6 separate regions of the Mus musculus genome follow, and regions 1, 2, 4, 5 and 6 are each linked to region 3. The links are chromatin contacts, called in public HiChIP or PLAC-seq and promoter capture Hi-C maps. All regions are on one chromosome and are shown on one strand. The core of a region is the stretch at or near the end of the contact, and the rest is flanking DNA. Distances in the headings are between cores, read along the strand shown.

The links. Promoter capture Hi-C pulls out the DNA fragments that hold promoters and counts their contacts. HiChIP or PLAC-seq counts read pairs in DNA pulled down with a chosen protein or histone mark.
Region 1: a contact with region 3 is called in a promoter capture Hi-C map of pre-B cells, with 2.0 times the contacts expected there. The contact joins the promoter of Plbd1 here to the promoter of Hebp1 in region 3. A contact is called at or near these places in 2 of 39 promoter capture datasets (liver and pre-B cells).
Region 2: a contact with region 3 is called in an H3K27ac HiChIP or PLAC-seq map of microglia, with 7 times the contacts expected there. The contact joins the promoter of Wbp11 here to the promoter of Hebp1 in region 3. A contact is called at or near these places in 3 of 39 promoter capture datasets (hippocampal neurons, liver and pre-B cells), 4 of 115 datasets of contacts at active chromatin or transcription factors (astrocytes, embryonic stem cells, extraembryonic endoderm stem cells and 1 more) and 1 of 9 other capture datasets (adipose tissue).
Region 4: a contact with region 3 is called in an H3K4me3 HiChIP or PLAC-seq map of embryonic forebrain, with 8 times the contacts expected there. The contact joins the promoter of Grin2b here to the promoter of Hebp1 in region 3. A contact is called at or near these places in 7 of 39 promoter capture datasets (the 3T3-L1 cell line, embryonic stem cells, frontonasal cranial neural crest and 4 more), 1 of 484 Hi-C or Micro-C datasets (cerebral cortex) and 2 of 115 datasets of contacts at active chromatin or transcription factors (SST interneurons and embryonic forebrain).
Region 5: a promoter capture Hi-C map of liver shows a contact between it and region 3, with 2.0 times the contacts expected there. The contact joins the promoter of Arhgdib here to the promoter of Hebp1 in region 3. A contact is called at or near these places in 2 of 39 promoter capture datasets (liver and pre-B cells).
Region 6: a promoter capture Hi-C map of 3T3-L1-derived adipocytes shows a contact between it and region 3, with 5 times the contacts expected there. The contact joins the promoter of Atf7ip here to the promoter of Hebp1 in region 3. A contact is called at or near these places in 5 of 39 promoter capture datasets (the 3T3-L1 cell line, 3T3-L1-derived adipocytes, hippocampal neurons and 2 more), 1 of 484 Hi-C or Micro-C datasets (cardiomyocytes), 2 of 115 datasets of contacts at active chromatin or transcription factors (embryonic fibroblasts and stem cell-derived neural progenitor cells) and 1 of 9 other capture datasets (embryonic stem cells).

Annotation. Positions count from the first base shown.
Region 1 is chr6:136,659,882-136,663,786 of GRCm38.p6, reverse strand. It overlaps Plbd1 (phospholipase B domain containing 1), which reads left to right and starts at 1,894. Exons shown (of 11, transcript NM_025806.2): 1 at 1,894-2,225. The coding sequence starts at 2,108.
Region 2 is chr6:136,826,205-136,830,373 of GRCm38.p6, reverse strand. Wbp11 (WW domain binding protein 11) reads left to right here and starts at 2,158. Exons shown (of 12, transcript NM_021714.4): 1 at 2,158-2,354. It overlaps BC049715 (cDNA sequence BC049715), which reads right to left and starts at 1,531. Exons shown (of 3, transcript NM_178776.3): 1 at 1,305-1,531. It overlaps Smco3 (single-pass membrane protein with coiled-coil domains 3), which reads left to right. Exons shown (of 2, transcript NM_001039558.2): 2 at 1-443.
Region 3 is chr6:135,166,664-135,170,617 of GRCm38.p6, reverse strand. Hebp1 (heme binding protein 1) reads left to right here and starts at 2,403. Exons shown (of 4, transcript NM_013546.3): 1 at 2,403-2,598. The coding sequence starts at 2,521.
Region 4 is chr6:136,171,642-136,175,821 of GRCm38.p6, reverse strand. Grin2b (glutamate receptor, ionotropic, NMDA2B (epsilon 2)) reads left to right here and starts at 2,277. Exons shown (of 15, transcript NM_001363750.1): 1 at 2,277-2,349; 2 at 2,885-2,957; 3 at 3,940-4,180. It overlaps Gm26653 (a long non-coding RNA gene), which reads right to left and starts at 2,794. Exons shown (of 3, transcript XR_378074.4): 1 at 2,713-2,794; 2 at 1,848-1,968; 3 at 112-1,322.
Region 5 is chr6:136,939,567-136,943,244 of GRCm38.p6, reverse strand. It overlaps Arhgdib (Rho, GDP dissociation inhibitor (GDI) beta), which reads left to right and starts at 1,489. Exons shown (of 6, transcript NM_007486.5): 1 at 1,489-1,594.
Region 6 is chr6:136,517,234-136,521,008 of GRCm38.p6, reverse strand. It overlaps Atf7ip (activating transcription factor 7 interacting protein), which reads right to left and starts at 2,158. Exons shown (of 15, transcript NM_019426.2): 1 at 2,046-2,158. It overlaps Gm44140 (a long non-coding RNA gene), which reads left to right and starts at 2,256. Exons shown (of 4, transcript XR_001785394.2): 1 at 2,256-2,411; 2 at 2,517-2,560.

The DNA.
Region 1 (3,905 bases), core at 645-3,144, 1.5 Mb before region 3:
TGTAGCCCAGGCCCACCCTGCTTAGAGATGGTCCTGACACAGGACTGGCCCTTTTGGTTACAATCAGCAACCAGACAAGTGTCTCACAACACGCCTATCGTCCAATTTGATGGAGGAAATTCCTCAGTTACTTTTTCTGAGATGTGTCAAGTGGACAACTAAGATTAGTGGTCACAGGGTGGGTGGCTGAGGCTAGCCCGTTAGGGCTGTCAAATCTCTGGTTTATGCCCTATTCATTCCAGTTGCAATTTTGAAACCAATATCCTTGGACCGTCTCACCTAGAGTTGGCTGTCACTATTCTTTTGGATGTTTAAAAACCTCAATTTAAGGGCTGGAGAGATGGCTCAGCGGTTAAAAGCACCGACTGCTCTTCCGAAGCTTGTGAGTTTAAATCCCAGCAACCACATGGTGGCTTACAACCATCCTTAATGAGATCTGACTCCCTCTTCTGGAATGTTTGAAGACAGCTACAGTGTACTTACATATAATAAATAAATAAATCTTTTTTAAAAAACGCAATTTAAGTATGTCAAAATGTACCACAAATTACTGTAACAGTGCTCTGCTAGGTTAGTACTTTTTACCTTGGGGAATACTGGACGTGGTCTGGAGGCACTTTCAAGGATGTTAAAGGCCTCAGAGTGCACAGGACACACTCACACACACGGACGGACACACACATATGCTCACTCATAACTGGACAGAATTTCAACAGTACTGAGTTTAAGAAAGTCTAATCCAATTAAACTGCTCGTTCAAAACAAGCCAACCACTTCATCGACTAGTCTGGTGTTCTACAGACCCGGTGTCATACAGGGCTCTATCCTGGAACACTGAAGTCAATAAATACTCGGCAAGCAAACCATCAGGTGGGTGAGCCCAGCCCCCATCAGGCATCCTGAAAGAGTCACCTCCTCTGAACACTTGTCTCCTTGGATCAGAAGGGTCAGTGAGGTCACAGAGTGGGATATGGAGACACACCTGCACTTTTTGGGGTGACACTTCACTAGCCACGTGCCATAGGACCCAAAGGTACCGTTCACCTTCGTTTTTATTTTATGTACAGTCCCTACAATGCCTGCAGCTTCTTTCTCCACTAAATGAATATTACCAAACGAAATTGTGATTTGTATTTCATAATTCACAGGTGTCATTTCTAGCAATGACAAATTTATTTCTTCCTCTAACAAAGGCACTTCTTCATTACTTTTTAAAAAATATTTATTTGTTTATCTGGATTTTTTATATTTTGGTGTTTGGAAACAGTGTCTCATTCAGTAGCCCAAATTGTCCTCAGACTTTCATTAATCCTCCTGCCTCGACTTCTGGAACGCTTTACAAACCCAGCTACAGTGGTTTGCTTGCCTGGGTTCAGTAGCAAAAGATGAGCTCAGTCAGCTTGAAGTCTGTTGCCTACTTCACAATGTCACCTAGGGCACCCTTGGCCAACTTCACAATGTTGCCTTCAGCGAGTCCTGCCCAGACATGGGTCTCTATGGAAGCTCAGGGGTAGATCTGCTTCTAGCCCCGCGTGAATCAGCTCCGCCCAATGAAGACACAAAGCTAAGGTCTGGAGGTGTTGAGCTCCTGAGGTCAGACAGGCTGGCGCAAGAAGCCCTGATTCCTGACGGATGAGGGACCTGAGAAGACAGAAGGCCACAGAATCCGACCTACGGGGAGGCATGCGACCCACTGCTGCCTCGGTTTCCTTATCCTCTGCTACAGGGACCAAGGCCACCTTTAACTGATTCCTTAGCCCTGAGCCCCACCCTCCAGGAGGCGACCAGAGAAAGCAGCACAGCCCCGGCACTTCCCAAAAGCGCGACAGAGAACTTTCCCGGCCTGGCCCACAGGTGGCTGGAGGGTCAGACCAGACGGAAAGGATCCGCCTCTCCTAGCCTGGGGCTCAGCAGGGCGAAGGTTGGTTCCCAAGGCCACGTGAAGCGCCCAAGCAGGCAAGACTAATGTCAGAAGAAAGTTAAGATCGGCCCGGCCTCTGCAACGCAGCGCCCTGCTACCATCCTCAAGTGCGGCTCTTGCAACAGCTGCCACCGCCGGCGCCAGCGGGACCTAATCCAACCAGGCCGAGGTCACAGCGGAGGAGCGATGTGCCACCGCAGCCCTGGCAGGAGCCTCAGGCCGCCATCGCCGCTGCTGCTGCTGCTGCCATTGCTGCTGCAGCCTCCCTGGGCGGCTGGCGCTGCCAGCCAGAGCGACCCAACAGGTGAGCAGAACGGCCGCCCGCGGACTAGGGGCGTTGCCCTGTACCCCCACGCCGGCGGCTGGCCAGAGTCCCAACAGCTTTGCATCTAGGGGCGTCTTGGGTCGTACTTCTTGGTGGGGAGCCTGGCGGGTTACGTTCCAGCCCTGAGGTGGATCAGCGGTGGCATTGAAGGAGGGTACAAGGGCTCTCCAACGTAAAATGTTTTGGCCTTAATTCTGTCCCATATCTTGTCCCGGACAACCTCGACTGGTCCAAAAGGCTCCAGTCCAGAGATTTTTCCAAATCAGACTGAGGTGTGATTTCGAGCTGACCTTTGTTCTGCTTCTAGAAGTAGACAAGTGACTTGGACTTAAGAGAACTGATAGCAAACTGGTTATGCCATCTTGATATGGGACAGGGCCAGAGCTTAAGGCTGCTGAGCTCTTCTGAATGGCCTCAGAATCCTAAAGTGGATTAAAGTCTCCGTTCTACTGCACAGAGGCTGCGACTGGGGGGAAGTCAGGAATTTGCCTAAGCGATAAGGTAGCTGGGTTGCCAGAGGGCACTGGTGTAATCCTTCCCTTCAGAAAAAACAGGCCTCAACAGGTGTCCTTCCAGTCTCACCCTTCCATTTGTAACAAGACCAAAATGAATTGTGGGATGCGTAGACTTGGAAGATTCTAAAAGTCAAATTCAGAGAGGACGACTGATTTCGTAATCGTCTCCTTGTTTGACCCATTCAAGAATAGGAAGGGACGCGGGCAGTGTCCCCTTTCAAAAGTCGCTGATTTTTCTCGTTACCGTCTCTCAACGAGTACCCGCACCCTTGCCATTTGGAAGTGTTTGCTTTCAAAGCCTGCTCCACTCATGTCTGGAAACTTCCCAGTGGGCACAGGCTTGTGGGATGAGAAGGGTCCGGAAGTGCCTGATGTCTCCCCTGATTTAGCTGTATGTTCTTTGGTCATCCCTCCCTACCCCCGCCACATGAGCGCTCACGCTCACACACACACACACACACACACACACACACACACACACACACCCTTTAGTCCAGAAAAGCTGCTGGTTCCTTACCATGGCCAGCAATCCTGAAAGGCTCCTCCACATGACAGCTTTGAGGACAGCTAAGGATGCCTGCCTGCAGTGTCTATTTGAAACAGATGGGATGTCCTTTCTCCCTCTTATCAGTATGTTATTTGTACTGTATTGAAGCTTCCTCAACCTGCCAGTAGATTACCCAAAATTTAAATCGTAAAAAAGCAGAGGCATTGCTATCTCCCAGGGCTCCCAAAGGAACCTAGCTCCGTACTGTGAGCTTAGTAGGCTGTGTCCTAACTGTTCCTCCTTTGCCCTGGTAAGAGAGAGATGAGCCGACCTCCGTGAGACTCAAAATGTAGCCCATTCCTTGGTAAAACTGGTTCTTCCTCTAGGCAGGCAGGGCTAAACTCCAGAAGTCAGTATTTGCATCATGCCAGCTGTGATCAGATCTCAGGGAGACGATTCACCCTGATACACGCCCAAGTCTGTCCCCAGATTCATCATTAATTATTCATTAGAAATATAACTGTCAGGCTGAGGGCCTGACTCATCTGCCCTGATTGGGCACTGGGAACCGGAATCAGCTGGTGGGAAGCACTTGCTAACCTGACTGTCATTTAGTCTCCATAAGGTGTCCCGGCCGGCAGACAACAGGTTAAAGCC
Region 2 (4,169 bases), core at 909-3,408, 1.7 Mb before region 3:
GTAATTAATTTCTATTTTTCAGGGGGATAATTTTATTTTCAGTACCACCAAAAAGAGGCAGCTCCCTCTGCCCCATAAAGCATTTGCAGACCTATGTTAATTGCCTCCTGAACTCAGGAAAAGGAGAGGCCATGGAGGCCTATTGATGGAACTTAGTTTCTCTAGATACAGCATTTGTTTTCTAAACCTTTATCTAACCATTCTCACTAAGCCGTTTTTAGGGTCTACTTCAAAAACCATTGTATGTAACAATGTTGAGATAGTCCTGGTTATAGTCGTTTGGTTTTTAACGCAAAGACAAAAATAAATCATTGGTATAAAGTATCCAGTATATCTCAGGAAAATTTTACAAGCAGATGAAGAATTTTAACTAGCCACATAACTTTTCCAAATGTATTAATTTCTATGTTATCACTGGTTTTATAAATTAGTTTCAAAATATCACAATTTGTGTCACTTTCTAAATTTATTACCTGGTTTTTATTTTATGAACTAATAGGTCTTGCTATTACTGACACTCAAAGAGTAATCAAAACAAGAATTAATGACATTCCCAGGCATCAAGGCTTCTAACTGTAATTCAATCCATCTAAACAATGAGACAGAGGGATAGGGAGATGGTGGCCAGCCCAGATTATTTATTGAATACTTATTTTTTTTCCCACTAAGTCAAAGGTAGTTTTAGTATGGTACTGATGTTACATTGTTAGGGAACACATTTGTTTTAATATAAATTGTAAATGTTCTATTGGTTATTAATTCATTGTAACATTAGTGCCTATCTACAACATCCTAAAAATTAATATACACCTCAATCAGTTCTTTCAAAGTACTTGATGTCAAAAATTCCCTTAGGACCTTTTCTGTTAAGGATGCTGAAACTAAGTTGAAAAATAACCAAGTGTGAGGGTGTTTTTGGTTTTTTGATTTGTGTTTTTTTGTTTTTGGTTTTTTGTTGTTTTGTTTTGCTTTTTGGTTTTTTTTCGAGACAGACCAAGTTCACACTTTATGAAGATTTCGTTTTAAATGCTTACCTTTAAGGGGAAAGGATGGGGAGGAGTCTTAAGGAATGGGGATGTAGAAGGGAAATATAATAGCTATTTCTGGTTATCAGCTATATCTAGAACAAACCACAATCCAGAATTGGAAGGTTCACCTGTGATCCAGATCTTGAGGCTGGGAAATACAAGTTTCTGACCTTGATCTTGGCATGGAAATCTTGAGGCATAGTGGCTATGTATCCCCAGGAGAGTAAGGTAAGATCTCTGAGTACAAGGCCCAGATCCAGGCGTGGCGGTACACACCTTTAATCTGAACCACACCTTCTTCTGGAGATCTATAAGACATTGGAAGATGGAAGTTTTTCTCTTCCTCCTCTGCTTGCATTTACTTGCCAGCCCATCAGTTGGAATCTACTAGCCTGGTGGGACTGAGCAACTCCTAGATCCTTGGACTTCCCATTCACAGCTGACCATTGTTGGGGAGGTGGACTACAGACCGTAAGTCATCATAACAAAGTCCCTTTCTATATAGAGACTATCCACAAGTTCTGTGACTCTAGAGAACCCTCAAAGGAAGACTTCAGATAAATCTAGAGTGTGCAATGACATCATAAAGGAGTTTGGGTTGATGCAAAGTTCATTTGAAGTGTTATGTAATAACTTCTCCTCTGGAAAATCGACAAATGTACCGTTTCTCTTTTAAAATATACATTTTCGTGTAGATTTATGAGTCTCCCCTAGGAACTATTTGTTCAGTTCATCACATGCTGTAGGTTTAGAGGGCTGATGTTTGCTGAGCACCTTAGACTCGGTGCCCAGTGTTATTACCTAACTTGTTTTCTATGGAAGCATTCCTGAAAAACAGCATCCATTTACACACGACAACTAACACAGATCCAATGGCCGACACAGAAGCGTACGCATACCGCTACCTAGTGTGTCCCCAGAGAGAAGCAGTTGCGGAAATGCGTCAGAATTCTGAGAACAATTGGCCAATCAAATAGCAGCTTCCTTACTTTTTATTTCTATTGGGTTATATTAGTGTCAATCTACAATACTCTGGAATGAGGCGGGTCTCTTGGCCTATAGTTATCCAATCGGATAGTGAATGAGAGCGGAAGTACCTCTGGCTCTGAAGTTGTTGTATTCGCTCTATGGGCCCAGTGCCTGGCAACGCGGTGAGATCGCGGCCAGCGGGAACAGGAAGTGACGTGAGCTGGCGGAGGGGCGCGAGGTTTCAAGATGGCGGTTCCCGGGTGGTTGACCGAGGGGCAGAGGTGAAGGCCCCTTCGCAGAGAGTCCTCCGGGACCGCCCGCTAGCTGCTCTCGCCGTCCCGGGAGCCTCGCAGTCGTGTGAGTGCGTGGGGACTCGGTGCTCCGTTTTCCGCGACCCTCCCCGGGGCCTGCGAAGCCTTCTCTGAAACACCAGGCCCAGAGGCCGCGCTCTTCCTCCGCTGGGCCCGGGGTGGCGGGAGCCTCGGGTTTCAGGGCTCGGGGCCGGCCTGGCACTGCGTCCGACGGGTTCTCGGGCGGGATCTCCCGCCGGGTCAGACCCACCGCCCGAGTGCGGCGACCGGTGGCGGCGGGCTGACGTCTAGCCGCTCGAGTCGCTATCAACCGTCGCTATGGTTTCGGCAGTTGCTGTGAGGCCTCCTGGAGTGGACCCGGACCGGACCGGACCGGTCGGGTTGCGTTTGTGCTGCCTGGGTTCCCATGGTCTTTTGACCTTGTCTCTGCCAACGTTTGCAGGCAGAGGCACTATGGTCTTGTAAAAATTCTCCTTGACTCGTAGCTGATTGGTTTTTAGGTGTGTGTGATGGGATGGCGTCAAAACGAGAGCCCGAGGCTGGTTTAAGAAGGGAAACACTAAAGAAAAGATCAAAAATAGAATTTGTTGTATCCGTGCCTTTTTGTAGTTCCCTATAGTCAGTACCCTTCTCTTCCCTTCTTCCCAAACTCCTGCCCCTTCTGCTTTCTGATAGAGAAACATCTGTAATGACATAATCGACACCGATCAGTTCTGAAATATCTGGGAAGCAGCAGGGAGCCGGCCAGCTGAACGCTTGATGAAAAAAAGCATTAACTAAAACAACTTACAGAGTCCCACCTAAGGAGCCAAGGGAATTAGAGTCTCAAATTTACCTCGGGATCTTCCCTTTCCTAATGTAGAAAGAAAGTAGATTTGTTTAATGCTTAAAGGGGGAGCCACAGGAGATGTAGCCTGTAGGAAAGTGTCGCACACTTTGAACAGGAAATATTTGTTCCTTTTTTTACTATGGGCAAGGCTAATTTTTGGAAGTTTCATTCATTTGGAATGGAAGAGAAAGAAGTGATAATAATGAAAGCCTGGCCTTAAAATATTTCCCTACCGTGACTACCACTTTTAATTCCCTCAAAATACATAAATCAGGAGTCATATGTGCTAGTAAGAATATACTTTAATGTTAAGTTTGAGGAGTTCTAATACTTCATTTTTTATTTCTTTTGTTTGAGAGTCATAAATCATTTGATTTGGTATTAAATCAAGATAAATATGTTTGAATGGATTGCATTTTGCCATCTGGCGTGTGGAATGAGCAGTCTAAGGAGAAAGTAAAGAGCATGTATTTGTCTTTAACCCAGATTCATTATCTCCACTCCTGTTTCATATCCCCTTATACAGGTCGGAAAGATGTCCTCAGGGTTTGCATTGCATTGTTAGAATATTTCTCAATTGGTTTTGGTTTGTTTTGAGATCGTCTCATATGGCTCAGTCTATATTCCAAACAATAGCATTATAAGTGCAAAGTTCTTGTTGATTTCTTTATTCAGTTAACAGCACTATATAATCCATAGGAAAGGGTTAAACTTTTGAGTAGTTAATGATATTCTCACTGTGTTGACTAGTACAGATACTAGCCTTTTCTTTGTGGTCAAGAAAGGTAAAGAAAGCCGGGCGTGGTGGCGCACGCCTTTAATCCCAGCACTTGGGAGGCAGAGGCAGGCGGATTTCTGAGTTCGAGGCCAGCCTGGTCTACAGAGTGAGTTCCAGGACAGCCAGGGCTAGCTATACAGAGAAACCCTGTCTCGAAAAAAAAAAAAAAAAAAAAAAAAAAGAAAGGTAAAGAAATAATTTCTTGGATGCTTCATTCAAAATTAAAGAGCACGGTCTTACAAGTAGAGAACCAA
Region 3 (3,954 bases), core at 1,154-3,653:
CTCACTCTGGTCAGCCCTGCTTGCTCAGTCTTTGCTTGCTCTGGCCTAAAGATTTATTTATTATTATACATAAGCACACTGTAGTTGACTTCAGATGCACCAGAAGAAGGCATCAGATCTCATTACAGGTGGTTGTGAGCCACCATGTGGTTGCTGGGATTTGAACTCAGGACCTTCATAAGAGCAGTCAGTACTCTTACCCACTGAGCCACCTCGCCAGCCCCAACATAGTTTTTCTTCAGTAACATTTTGTTTCTTTCTTGATGGTACATAAAAATAGTGCCTCTTAATATAAATGGCATTTTAGTGTCAAGAAACAAAGTATGAACTAATTAAACAGCCACTTATTATACACCAATGAAAGAATCTGTAATGAAGCTATGGGAAAGCCCTCTTTTCATACGCAGTTAATAACGTGAGTATTTCTTCCCACCAAACTTGAGGACATCGTTATGACTATTGCTGAGACTTCTGCCTAGCTCAGCCTCCACTTCCCTTTGTCAAGGAGACACACATACACATACAGCAGCTACACACAACGGACGATTCAGATCACAGCTCAGTAGCAGCCAACCTAAGCCATTTCAGCCATCAGGTTCAAGGTGCACGAACAAATGTCACATGGGCAGGACATTAGAACAAAGAGGAACCTGTTCCACTGGTCATAAAGACACAGGATTTGAAGTGGCCTTTCAGAGAAGCCAGATATGAAGGGGGTAAGAGAGGGTCCATTCCTGCGGGGTCAGGGGGTTATAAACCACGAGCTTTCAGTGGTTTGAAAAACCTGTTTATTTTGATTCAGACTTCCTCTTTTTCTCCCTCTGCTTTTGTCACTATATTGGTACTATAACAATAACAATTTATTATTAATTATATGTAACATATAATATGTACAATATTGTGTAAAATATTAATATATAATATATAAAATTTTATGTTAATAATAATATGTTGTTATGATCAAAAGCAACTCTGAGAGGAAAAGGTTTATTGTTTTCTTACAATGCTCCACACTTGGACACAATGGACACACAGTCACATTCCATCACTTAAGGCAGGGACCCAGAGGTGGGAACTGAAGCAGACCCCGTGGGGAAGTCCTGTTTAGTGGCTTGCTCCTTAGGTCTTCTTGCTCAACCTACTTTCTTAACAACTCAGAACTGCCTGCCATGGGGCAATACCATACACAGTTGAATGGAACCTCCCATCTCAGTCATTAATCAAGAAATTGCCCCCGCAGACTGGCTAACAGGTGATCTGATGCAGACAAGCTCTCGATGGAGGTTCCTCTTCTCAAATAACACTTGTTTGTGTCAAGTTGACCAGGACAGATAGCATATAAAGCAATGGGCTTCACTATGACAGTTTATGTATATATCATTTGCATATCATTTGCATATGCATTTTGCTCCTATTCAGTATCTTCACACCATTCCCTCAACCTCCCCACCCCCGTAAGATGGGTACATGTACAACTGTGATACTAGGACTGTGTGATGTGTGTAGATTTAGTATCTAGTACCCTAATAATATCTGTGATACTATTATGTGGTGTGTGTATATTAATGATCCTAGAGTGTACTAGAGTACAGGTAATATTTACAAAGTACTTGGCAAGAAACAAACACTCAAATAAAATAAATCCTGACAAAATCGGTTAGGTTATAAGGGGACTGAACGAGCTGTTGTTTGGGCAAGTAGTGTGAAACTTGTGATTAATACACTGTTGGGACTGGAGGGATGGCTCAGCTCTTAAAGACGCACACTGCCTTCAGAGAGGATCTCAGTTCTGTTCCTAGCACCCACCTTTGGGACCTCCTGTGATACTAGCTCCCAGGGGAATACAACGCACCAGTGTGCGCGCACACACCTTAAAGTAAAACCATTTTTAAATGCACTGTAGAGCTTGTTATGGTGACGCACTCCCATAATCCTCAGCTCGGAGGAAGCTGAGACAGGAAGACAGCAGAGTTCCCAGCCACCCTGTTTACAATAGTGAGTTCTGGGCCAGCCTGGACACTGAGACCCTGCCCAACAAACTAAAAAGACAAAGTTAAAAAAGAAAACAGTAAGAAAAAGGTTAAGAGTGGCTTTTCCATCCCCTTAGAAGATGAAGCCAGGAGTGACAGTGATCACTTGCAAGCCCAGTGCTCCAGAAGCTGAAGCGGAGGGATCCTCAGGCCAGCGTAGGCTGCATAGCAGGACCCTGTCACAAAAGAACGAACACGGTTTGTTTTTAATCATCTGTGAGATGCAGTGAGGTAGGAAGAGGGTGACTAAGGAAAGTATACACAAAGTGGGGTGCTACAGGCTTGAACCAGCTCCGCACCCAGGAGACTGGGCTCACGTGGGTGGAGTTTGGGGGACGCTGCCCAGGCCACGCCCGGTGTCGCCCAGTGGGCGGAGACCGCCGCAGCCCCGCCCCAATCGCCTGTCTACTCACGCGCTTACTGCCCCTCGCCCTGTGGACCTTACTGCCAGTGAGTGTACGCTCGATCGGCCAGACCCCACGGCGTCACCATGTTGGGCATGATCAGGAACTCACTGTTCGGGAGCGTGGAAACGTGGCCTTGGCAGGTTCTAAGCACCGGGGGCAAGGTAGGCCGGCAGGGTGTAGAGGACCTGAAGGAGGACTCTGCGCGGCCGTCCCCACCCTGGCCGGGGCTGAAACTGGTGCCGCGGGGCCATGGGTGGGACTGTGACCGAAGCTGCATTCCGGCTGGGGCCGCCCTGTACTGCCCGGCGCTTGCTCTGGGAAGGAGGGGAAAGAGCAGTCTGGCTCAGCCAGACCACTGACGCGGAAAAGGATCCATCTTGGCGAGTGGGACACTGCCTGTTGCGTGCATCTGTCCATTTAAGCATTCCAAACCGTCTGAACTCCCCCCCCCCCTCTTAGGGCAGAGACCCACTCTGTCCCAGGCTACCCTGACACTGGCTGTGTAACCTAGATTAGCCTCGAATTCTGTCGCAATATTCCTCCCACTTCAGCCTTCCCAGAGTTGGGACTACAGGCATGACCCACTACGCCTGGCTACATTCTGAACAATTTTGTGAGAGACACATGGTTGCAGCAGGCATATCTGCTAGGGAGCCATAAGGGGCCCTTCAACCTGTGGGCTGCTAAGCTCCGCTTGTGTGGGAGTTCCCAGGCAAGTGCCTGTGCAAAGGCTCAGAGCTGCACGGTTGCAACTGCTAGTGCTGGATGCATGGAGTGAGCGAGGAGACTTAATCACCTTGGTCTACCAAATTTGCATCGGCACCAGAGGGGCATCAGGACACCCGGTCAGCTTTCATGAAAGTTAGGAGTTTGGGTACTCGGGTATAATCTTGAAGGCATGTATTTGATTATTGGTTGGTTAATATTGGGAATTAAACCTAGAGCCTTGTGCAAACCAAGCCGAGTATTTTGCAACTCATCTGCTCCCTCAGCCTGACATATATTTTATCTCAGGACACTCTCTTATTATAATGATTCTGGATAAAAGGCCCGTGTTACCTGGGGGCCAAGGTCTGGAACCTACTACACTGAACCTCACACAAAGCCCACAACTCAACTTTAGTCTAGACTCAGCCCTCCAGAGTTCTGTCAAGCCATCCTTCCCCCTCTCAGGGGCTCCTCAGTTGTGTGTAGAACAAGCAATTGAAGCCCTGATCACGCAGGGACACGAACGAGTTCAAAGACAGATAATGAAAAGGAGTGAAATGGGCTGGTTAGATTATACAGCCTGGTGGCAACTGAAGCGTGCTGAAAGTTGAACTTCCCCAGGACTAGTGTTGCCAAATCTTTAAGGAACTCCAGATACCCAAGTTCTCTGTAAGAAATCCCCCAATTAAAGAGTAATTAACAAATAACACTTTTTGTGCAGGCCGTGTAGCTGGAAAATGAGGATTAAGGGTGGACAAAACCAAACTAGATACAGTGGTTCATGTCTGCCATCCCAGAACTCAAGAGGC
Region 4 (4,180 bases), core at 1,028-3,527, 1.0 Mb before region 3:
TCCATGAAAGAGTGGGCAGGGAGGCCTGGGGATGTTACCAAGTACTGTATACTCATGTAAGAAATTCTCAGAAAAAATAATTTCATACAAGGAACTAAGCAGCTGGTTGGGAAGACAGGAAAGACACTGAAGGATACAATTCTCCATTGAGTTTCATGAAATTGCCTTTTTATTATAGGTCAATAATGGTTCCTTTGTGTGATTGAGACTATCATGATTGAATTGCCAATAGTACTGTATGGCATAACGCAGATGGCTCAGGGATGTTTTTTTTTTTTTCTTCTGACTGGTCAGCTCTTTCTCCACCGTGCTGATGTTAATATGTTACATACCGGGATGATCTACGCACGAGATATCTTTCAGTCACTGTGAAAGTCAGCGGAGTGAACCATGCTCTGCATCTCTACACAGAACAGGTAGACTCGGAGAGTGAGATGGCCAGATGCCACCTCTCACTATCAAATCCTTGAAATGCTTACAGAAATCAATTCAGGCTTGGATGATGAAAACGACCTGGAATTAGACTCCCAAAGGAGAGCACCGTGGACTGCGCCACGGGCAGAGGAGATGTGTGTTCCTTCTTTGCTCTCTGCTAGGGAAAGTGGATAGACTGAAATGGAAATGTTAGGTTTGGGCAACAGGAGAAATGAAAACAAATAAGAGTAGTATGCAAGTTTTGGAAAAGGGCATCGGGAGGGAAGGGTGGCCCACGAGGTGAAACGTAAAAGATAGCCATATTTAGAATAGTAGGTTACCAGTCAACCCACAAGGGTGCCTAAGTGGGTGTAGATCTCATTTCAAAAGAAAAAAAGAAAACATTACTGTAAGAGCAAGGGCAGCGTGCTTCACTGTGTCCTGGCTTAGGGCATCTGCCTTTGTTCCAGTCACTAGAACATGCACATGATTGGGTCCAGTCGGCCATTGTGTGCATCCAGCAGAGAGCAGTGACCACATTCCACACTTTCCCAAAGGAGTAGATGCGCAACCTCACTTTGTCTCGGGAAAGAATGGGAATGGTCACAGAGAGGCACACGGTATTGCTTTTGAATACGCGATATTTGTGTTCTCCTCTGTGTGTCGTGAAAACATTAGATGCCAAGAATTAGCCTGACAAAGTTCAGGGAACGGGAAAAAACACTGCTGTGGAGAACCCGCCTGAGGTGTTCCTGGTGCTGACTGGACTAGAGGCCAGTGCGCATTGGCCCGTAGACCGGAGTTCCAGGCTGCTTGGAATGGGACCGATCCCTGTGTGTTCCGGTCACATTCTCCCAGGTTGGTGAGTGAGAAGCCCGTTGTTTTACTGCCATAAAAGTTCACCTCCACTGTAACAGAGACAATGGGTGAGAATAACAAGGATGTATCTACAAGGATATTAATATTGAAGAATAGATAATACTACAAGTGATCACAAGGACTCCCAAAACATAAAACAGCTCAAGAGGGAGAGAAATGGCTGCTATTTTCCGTTTTAGAGAAGCTGGGTTAGTCAGTGCTGTAAAATCATTTCATATGGGAAACATTCGTTTGTCTATCATTTTTGCTTGAGATCTTTAAATAACGCAATCCACTTAAAAAAGAACCCCAAAGTCCTCAAATCTTTCCCAGCAGCCGGAAAATATCACACACACTCACACACACACACATATACACACATACACACATATACACACACACATACACACACATACACACATATACACACACATACACACACACATACACACACACATACACACACACATATACACACATACACACACATACACACATACACACACACACACACACACACACACACACACACACACACACACTGCTGTACAATTCAGCCTTTTAATTACATTTACCTGCTTCCCTATTGTTTAACTGTCAATTTCCTGCACTGAAGACAGATCTCAAGCTCCCTGAAGACAAGAATCCTGTCATCAAGTTGCACTCTGCACCCGGAAAGCAGGTACTAAGCAGAGACTGCTGAATGGAACCAGGGGAGTGGTTTCAGTGTCAGTCTGCAGCATGGCCTTCGGGTTGAGGTGCACAGCCCTGCGCGGTGGTCCAAGGTGGCCACTGTTTCCCCTCTCCCTTAAGCCGCCCCATCTCGCTGCTATTCCTTCTTGCTGCCAGGAGGAGGCACCACGGCCTCGGGTTAAGCTTTTCCCACCCCCTGGCTACCCCACTTCCCCCAGCTCATGACGTGAGAAGCAGCCTCAGCCAAGAGTCTTAGCAGTGGGAGTGAGGGGGTGATGGAGGGGGTTTGGGAGTGGGGAGGGGTGGGGGGTGGAGAGCAAGAGGACGCGCGTGCACACACACCCTGCCTCTTGGGTTTCTCCTCCTGAACCTCCTGTGTGAGAGGTAGGGTGTGTGTGTGTGTGTGTGTGTGTGTGTGTGTGTGTGTGGTGTGCGCGCGCGAGCGCGCGCTTGAGTGGCACGTTCCTGGGTGTGAGACCCAAATCAAGACCAGGACCTTTGATGTCCCCGCCCTCCCCGCGTCGCCGGTGATTAATACCCATTTTTCTTACTCTCCCCCTCCTCCCCTGCTCTTCCTCTCCTGCTGCCGAACGCTTGACTTGCCCCCGCCCGCTTCCCCTCCCCCGGCTCCCATCACCACCAACTGGAATCTGGGCTCTCTTGCCTCTCCACTCCCCCCCCCCCTTTTTGAGAAAGGAAGGTCCTCCCCCACCCCCTTTCCAGCACCACTTCCTTGGGTTCCTTCACCTCTAGGAAATCTCGGGGCTTGGCTCTATGGAGAAGCGCTTCTCGGGTCAAGCTGCCTTTCTATCCCCGGCATCCAGCGGAGCTGGCATCCGAATACATTTCCTTCTGCTCTGCAAAGAGTCGTAGTGAACTTCCCAACCCAGGAGACTGATCCATTTATCCTGCTTTGCAGGAAAGAAAACGTCTCAAACCCTCGACACCCGCCACCCCTCTCCGGAGACTGCCACCTCGGAGGTGCAGAACCGGTACGTAAATGCCCGCTTTGGAGTCTCAATTTTGAGGGTTTGGAGAAATCAGGCAGATAAAGGCTCGAAGCCTTGGCACTGCTAACCAACCTGGTATTGGGTACAGCTTTCCAATCCAGCAGCACCGGGCACTTGCTATTTTGGATGGTTTTTTATTTTTCCTTTTAAACAAAAGGATATTTTTGGGGAGGGGGAAGGGGACAGGACTGCCTTTGGTCTTTCTGAGGTGGTTAATCCCTTCTAGGGGAGAGGCTGGGCAGCGGTGCCAGAGGCGGGAGCCACGCGCTGCGACCCTCCAGTCCAATCCTCTGGCTGCAGGTGCAGCCCGGTGCGCTGCACATCAGCGCGCCGGCGGCGTGAGTGTGCGCGGGGGTGAGTGTGAGTGCGCGCGGGGGCGCGTGCGCGTCGGGGGCGTGTGTACGCGCGTGTCAGTGTGCCCCATCCAAGAAATGCCCAGTGTGCGGCCGGTGCACAATCAGAACCCATTGAGCACGAGCCCGGGGTGGGAGGAGGCTCCGCTGCTGGAGGAGATGAGGAGAGCGAGCCAGACGTGTCAGCAGCATTGCAGATGGGGCTGGGGGCCGCACTCACTGGCGAGTTAAGTGGGGATGGTGTGCGTGCATGCGCGCGCGCGCGCGTGTGTGTGAGTGTGAACTGCTGTGTGGAGCCTCCTCTCCCTGCCTTCCTCCTTGCTTTCCACTTCCCTCTTCCCTCTCTTCCATTCAGGTTGGCTTTTCTCACCTTTCATCCATGCCTGTCCCAGGAACGGCATAGGCAGACCTTTTCGGAATTATTTATAGATTGGTGCCAGCTGTTTTCAATTCCTCTGGTGTGTACTCTGTGGGAAATGCAGGGTTTCCTCCCCCTTTCCTTATAACGACTTGGTATAGAGATATCTATATTTTTTTTTCCGGCATGCATTTTGCTAACCCTCCGGGAGACACTCGAATCAAACCCTGACCTCCTCGTTTTTTCCCCTTAGGAAGGGGACGCTTTGGGAATGACCACGCTCCACGGAGGGACAGAGCCTGCCCCCAGCTTCTCCACACAGAGACTCCTCTACTAAAGCTCCAAAAAATTAAAAAGAAAAAGAGAAAAGAAAAAAGAAAAGAGAACCCAACCCTTAATTGCCGGAGACTCCTTAAATCTATATATTCGGGCTACTAACCTCACATGCACATGGAATAATGGCTCTGGATTCTGCATTGTGAGCCGCTCTCCAC
Region 5 (3,678 bases), core at 240-2,739, 1.8 Mb before region 3:
AATTATTGGGTGGGTGGGTGGGGTCACATCTAATCTATTTTTCTATACACTGGACTATCTACTTTCCAAACTGTGATTCCACAAGTAGTTGATGTTTGAGTCTTCCCCCATCGCCCCCCACACACATCCCAGGTTATTTCTGCTCCATCAGTCTATCCTGGTGGGCGGGGCATTTCACGGCCACATACTCCTGGTTCATCATGTCTAATGGAGACCTCCTGTTTTCTTTCTTTCCTTTCTCCTTCCTCGTCCTCTCTTCTTCCTCTCCTTCTCTCTTTTTTCCCATGGTCCCTACCTGCGACCCTCATCCTGGTAACTGAAAACCCACTTGCCTCTATTCTACCTGGTAATTGGCTGTAACCACTTTTATCTAGCCAATAGTTTTCAATTGGGGAATGAGATTTACATAGCATCACTTGGTCTACTGAAGATGTTGGGGGACAACCAGATCTTGGTGGCCAGTACTTAGCATTTGAATACATCTCAGCACCAGACACAACTCACAGCGACGTTCAAAATAACTGAAGAGCATGCAGCCTATTTGGATGAAGAGAGGAAAAGTGCCATTTTCCCCAAGTGCCTTGGTTGAGGTAGCAGTCACTACGCATATTAATACAAATACTGATTATTGAAATGTTAGTATAAACGAGCATGCCTTGTTGACCGCAGCTTAGGAGCAAGTTAGAGAAAGCATCGAAACGCAGACACCGCAGCCCTGTCTCCAACGGGACTGCACACAGTGTTGGCAGCTTGTTCTCATTTAAATTTATTCACAAGCCACTCCTCAAATAGCTGCAAAGTCAATTTTAGCATCCATGTGATTGTCACAGATTTCTGCGTTAGATGAGGAATTAATGAAGCTGCATTTACAATCTACATTCCTAGATATAACCAACAGTGTTTGTTCTTGCTTTTGTTTTTACTTTTGTTTATTTCGTTTGAAGGCTTGTGGTGCAATAATACACAGCAACATCTTCAAATGAGGACCAATAAATAAAGCTCAAAAAAAAAACCCTCTGTCTGAAGACAAATTATTTAAATTGAGCACCCAGTATATACATTTAACATTCATAATTTCTACTCCTCATTTCCTACCAGCAAGTTGTCTTACTATAAATAAATGAATTATAAATAAAAGAAAGCTGACAGGAGCCTTAGAGGAGCAGAAGTTTGTAGTACACAATAAAGCCTATTACTTCTGTTTAGGGGCCCTATGTCTCTCCCCGAGATTATGGCTTTTAGACACGCACACCCAGTCATTGAAAGCACACACAGCTACAGGGACCCTCCCCCAGCATGCACACTCATGCATCTATGTCACATGGGCTGGTTTGCTCCACATGTGTCATTAATTGTCAAGAATGCTGCTCAGACGGCTGATCGGAAGATAGGCAGAGCAGGATATCGAGACAGCCCAGGGTTTCCTTGTCAAGTAGGTTTAAAACATTTTTTCCTCTTCTCTCTCTCTCTCTCTCTCTCTCTCTCTCTCTCTCTCTCTCTCTCTCTCAACTTCCTTCCTGTTCTGCCAGTCCTCAGTCAGAGTTGAGAGACAGAGGTAACCTCCAGAGACACAGGGCCGACTGGAGCCTGGAATGTAAGTTGAATGCCTGAGGTGGGGAGGCTGCAGGTGGGCGCAGAGTCCTGTAGGAAATCTCAGAACCACCCTACTGCCCTTGCCAGAGGAGCTGTTGCTGTTCTTAGGAAGGGCGGTTCTTTAAACCGAACTTCATGATAAGAAAGTGCTAAAGAGATTGCTGGAGCAGAAAAGGGGAAGTCAGCCCTGAGAAGGGGAGACAAGCTGAAGGAGGTAGGAGAGAGTACCCTGCTACCAGAATGTTCTAGAGAAGGGCTCTGGGGATACCTGGAATGGGGGCGGAGTGGGGGGCAGCACTGGGTGGTTTCCTTGCTAGGCAGGAGCTGGAATTTGGCTGCGCTCAGGAAAAGGAAAACCCTACCTCTGATACTGACTGTGCTGTGGATGGCGGCTTGTGCTGGGGTGGAGATGTGTGGTTTCCTGTTTTTGAGCACACTTTAAAGAGACTGTTTGAAAGGAGAGAAAATATGGTGCAGAGCTGTCAAATGCTAAGCCCTTAGCAAAAACCAGGGGAATTAAATTCCTGCAGTGGGCTGGGCAGGAAGATATTCACTGTGACTGCCAAAAAACAAAGCAGCCCTCCACATCAAGGGGAACTGATGCAGACCCAGAAGATGTGGAGAAAACTGTGGGAGAGGCACTAGGAGAGTCTGCGTGGGCCCAGCTATAAACGTGGTCGGTGGGCCTTCCAGCTGTCGTGGTCTGAACTTTGGCCTTGCTAGAAGGGCTCTAGGCATCACTTGGTATGCTCTCCTCTCTTTCTCAGGTTTTCCAGTCAGCAAGTGCTAAATGCCCCATTTTGGGTAACTGTAGCATGGGTCTGAGAAGCTCTGAGTAGTTTTTCACTAGGCGGTGAGGGAGTCAGACTCTTACAGGAAGGCCCCCAAACCACCCCTTCACAAAGACACTAAGAGCCTTCTGAAGTCAGGCTTAGCACACTGGGTTCCCCACATGAGAACTCAAGAAGAGATCAGCGGTGACCTGCTGGCTGGGAATTTGTCACCAACAGGTGCCATTTCTCTCTGTGGCATTTCTAAGAGTGTACCCCTGCCCGTTTCAAACACAGTGCAAGTTTACTGACAAAATGAGCTTATTCTTTTGTGAGTCCTTCAGGTTTCTGATAGAACATGATCAACTCTCCTTCCACGTGGCCCACACTCTGCCAGTGAGAAACAACCATGACTAGCCGGCCTAAACCTCATGGGCATCTTCTTGCCCTCGGAATTTGGTCCTTCACCATTTTGGAGAGTGTGGGTCTGTCCCAGGGAGACAGGCTTTGCTCAGCCGCGCACAGTTTGGTTTCCACTGGAAGCTCAGAACAGCAGAGTTACTCTGAGGGGAATTTACGGGAATATGATCCGTGACAAACTTGAGCTAACAGGAAGGGAGAAGAAGCCCTGTGGGGTGAAAACTAAGCAGAGAGAAAAGACAGCCAGGGTTGGCTCAGAGCCCTCTGGTGTGCCAAGCCTGGTATTGAGAAACTCACGATTTTCATACTGAGAGAATGGAGAAGAATATTAAGGAAGTGTTCAGCAGTTCATATAGTGGTACAGTAAAAGAGTTGATAGCCTTAGACATTGTCTGTGGAAGAAGATTTCTCTAATCCCACATGTGGAATGTCTTTGTTTGCACAGCAGCCTCGCTGCTGAGATGGACTACATTGGTGGATGGTGGGTTGAGTCCCAGGTAGAGTTTTGCAGGCCTCGGGTCTTGATTGCTCCTGAAAAATCACTGGTACTTTCATCCATACAATAAGATCTTACCAGGTTGCCCTTTATTGATAATATTCTGGTTTCCTCAACCCAAGCTGACTAAAACTCCACAGGGGATTCCTCGGGGGTCTAATAATCTAAGTTCGAGTGTCCATGAAATTGTCTTTGACGTCTCACATTAATTTAGAACCTTGGTGACTGTGTCTAGTTTTTTGCCTAGTCATGGCTTCCAGAGTGCAGCTGTCTTTTAAGATTATTTAAAGTGGTATTTGTGAAAGAGGAACGTCACGCAGTGTGTGTGTGTGTGGGGGGGGGGGGAACATAGTGATTCGTACTCTTATCTCTTTCTGCACCGAAAAACAGAGCTGGAAG
Region 6 (3,775 bases), core at 909-3,408, 1.4 Mb before region 3:
AATTTTAATTTTATGACTTAAATCATTCCAGCCTGATTCTTTCTAAACTACATATCAGTGATTGTTCATACTTTGAGTAACATGTCTGTCTGTCTGTGTGTGTGTGTGTGTGTGTGTACATACATGCACAATGCTTCATTTAATTATAACCAAACTAAAATTTCAAACTTTTAGTACTTGTTTCTAAAATACTAAAGAATCAACCACTGACATTCAGACAATTCATTAATTTTAGTAAACTTAAAATTACATTTACCTTCTAAGAAATACAGCAAAACTGTCCCATCAATATTGAAATTGCATGTTATGTAATTTTCTAGTGCCTCTTATGATGCTCAATATTAACGCATGACACAATTACCCATGCATTCAAACAAAAATGTTAAGCTTAAATACATAAACTCAAATACTAGGAGTACAAAATGGGGTGAGGGGAAACCACCTCAGAAGCATCAAAGTCTCAAAAAGGCAGAACTGCCTTCATTCCTGGTACAAGACAGCAGAGGCTCAAGATTCCCATTACATCAACTTTAGACCTGCTAGCTACAGGAGGAGAAGACTTCCTTCCCCGTCCTTCCATTCCAGGGCATATGTCACAGCATTTAAAAAAAAAAAAAAAAAAAAAAAAAAAAAAAAAAAAACAGCCCAAAATGTTCCTTTCAATTATATCCTATTATTTCTAAGAGTATTTGTTTCGGGTAATAGAGATAGCCCAAACCAATCGACATTATAACAGCACTTAATTTGACAACAGACTGATTTAAACTTGGGTTACATAAGCAACCAAAAAAGCAACTATACATATGAATGACAGATGTTTATGAAAACACAAGTTTTTAGACTAGTAAGAAACAACGGGTAGAATAAGAAAATTATATTAAATTATACGTATACTGACCCAATGTGCTACATACAACTGACCTAATTGTGCTACATACAACTGAAATTTAGTGGCATCACAACTTTAATCAGTAGCACACCCATAGTTATTTTAAGAAACTAAAACCAGGACATATACACCTAAAACATATTTAAAGTGTACATTATACACATATACTACAGTGCACATATTTTTTTCAAAAACTCAAAATGTTTAATTGATTCCCTTAAATAAGGACCTCAATAGAACTTGTAATATTTGTAAAATTCTTCATCAAAAAATGATATAATAGCTTATACGTCATCCCAAAATAATGAGAAATCGTGTTCACTAATTTTCTTTAACATTTCTCTAACTGAAGAAACAGTAAAACTAAAAACATGAAAGACTCAAGTGTTTGGATTAAAACTTCATTGACTTTGGATGAAATGTTCCTTTTTAAAAAAAAAAATAATAAAGATGTAATACCTGAGAAAATTGAGATTTCAACTTAACTTGTACATCCTTTTCTTGTCCTCTCAAACAAATCAAAAATAAAAGTTTCTATTTTGTAAACATTGCACATCCAAAAGCGAACCGGTAAAAACAGGGTTAAAAATGTATTTACAAAAGTGCAGCTGAAGTAAATGCACTTCCCCCGAGAGCACCACTAGGTGCCGATCTTATCTCCCTAAATGGAACGCGAATCCAGAAATACCTAACTAAACGCGAAATTATAATCGAGAACCACAAGAGGCAATTTGTACCAAAATATCAAGTCTGCACCGGTGAAACCGTGAGAGAAATAAAGGATTTTAAGGTGCGGGTAGGTGTAAGACACGAGAGAAACGTTTTCCTCGGAAAATGTGAAAAGAAGAAGCACGAGACGAAACCCCCTCGAGAATGAGAAAATTAAATCTAGAACCCAAATGGCGTCCAACAAGAACATTAGCTCTTGAAAATGAATATTGCGCCTGCGCAGCCACCGCCCGGCCAGCTGCTCAACTGCAGCTAGAGCCCGACCCCACGCGATCACGTGCTCCCATGCAGCGCCCGCCCGCAGCTTCGCAACCGCGCAGGCGCACACTCAACTCCCGCAGCCGCCATAATGCGGTCTTGACTCTTCCGAAATACAATAGTCATTTCTCCGACAGTGGTTAGAACAGCCCCTGGCACTCGCGTATACCTTCGGGGGCGGGAGGTGAGAGCCTGGGACCCGAGTTCCTTCCTACGCAGCCGTCCCGTGCAGCCGTCCCGGACGCTGCCGTCTCAGCCGTGCGCTCCACTCGCCGCCACCGCAGATTCAAAAACAAACCCGCTTCTCCCCAGCACGCGCCGGGGCCGTTATGCAAATAGATGGGGGCGGAGCTTCGTGGGCACACTATGTACTCCACCCACTGAGCGATCGGCCAATGAACGTGCGCGATGCCTATTCTCCATGCAAATCTCCTGGTTTTTTATTTGAATGAGGGATTTTTGGCCACGCCTCCTGCCTTGAAATTGTAGCCCGTCTGCGGTGGTGGCGCTGCCGTCTTTTCGATCGCATCCGGAGGTGATTTTTTTTTTTTCCGGTTGGCTCTTTTCTTTTTTATCCTGGAGGTGATTGGGGTTTTTTTTGTTTTTTTTTTAATTTTTTTATTTTTTTTTTTGCATGGAGATTCCTCAGTGGCCACCCCTCCATGAGACTTGAGAAAAAAAAAAGTAGGTGTTTAAAAAGCGAAAAGATTTTTCCATAAGTCTAGAGAACCTAGAGTACGGTAATTTATTCGAAAAAAAAATTTTTTTTAATTTTTATCTTTTTGTTTTGTTTTGTTGATGAAGATTCGTGCAGTTTAACTCAGTCTAGCCATTGAACTTGCCACGTAGCCCACACTGGTCTGGAATTTGAAATCTATCGGCCTCAAACTCTGTCAAAGTGTTACAGGTATCACTTAAAGTTCACTAAGTTAATTGTGTTAATCATCAAGATGTGGAGATGAACATCTTTTGGGGGGATATCCTGTAAGAGAGCAAGCAGTACCAATCATGCCTTCACACCTCATAAATTCACGTGTCGCTTAAATAGAGACAGTAATCACTGTTCCGACAAATTGAGAGAAGCTAGAATGAAGAAAAGATTCTAAATATGTTTTGTAAATCAGTAAGAGCCAGAAAAATAATATTAGGTGGAATCCCTTAAACTTAATTTTCTCCCTTTAAGTATTTGTTCAATAGTAACTTAACCAATCAAAAAGTTAAGTAGCTGTCAGTGCTGAGGAAATCTACACTCCCATGGGCAGCTGTGGCTCAATTCCCAGAAGCACTCAGGGAGATGAGGCAGGTCTTGAGAGAACAAGGACAACCTGGGGCCACATGCTCCCAGATCATCTAGAGCTTGAGACTCTCTCTCCAAAGAAGCTCACAGCTTTCATTATTGTCCTGTACTTGACAATTCAACTAGGACATTAAACAGGCAAACCCAAGGAAATTGAAATTCAAGAAACAACTTCTGGGGTCATAAAATGTGATACAGTGTCCAGGCAAATCTAAGACTTGAAGGCCAGCCTGGTTTACAGATCTAGTTTCAGGATACCCAGGGCTATATAGAGAAACCCTGTTTCCAAAAAAGGGAAAAGGAAAAAGGTAAGTGTTTTTAATAGATGTATTTAAGATTCTAGATTGATTTTGAGTTGAAAGAGAGAATATCTAGAATAGACTTGACTTAATCTAACAAGAGGCCTTGAAAGGGGAAACACCCAGCTGAGTGTGGTGCCACCCACACTTGGGTGGCAGCAGTAAGTAAGCCTGTCTCTGTGAGGTTAAGCCAGCCTGGTCTACAGAGTGAGTTCTAAGACATCCTTGACTACACAGAGAAACCTTGACTCAAAAAAAATAAATAAATAAATAAAAGAAGGAAGGAAGGAAACAGAAGAGAAA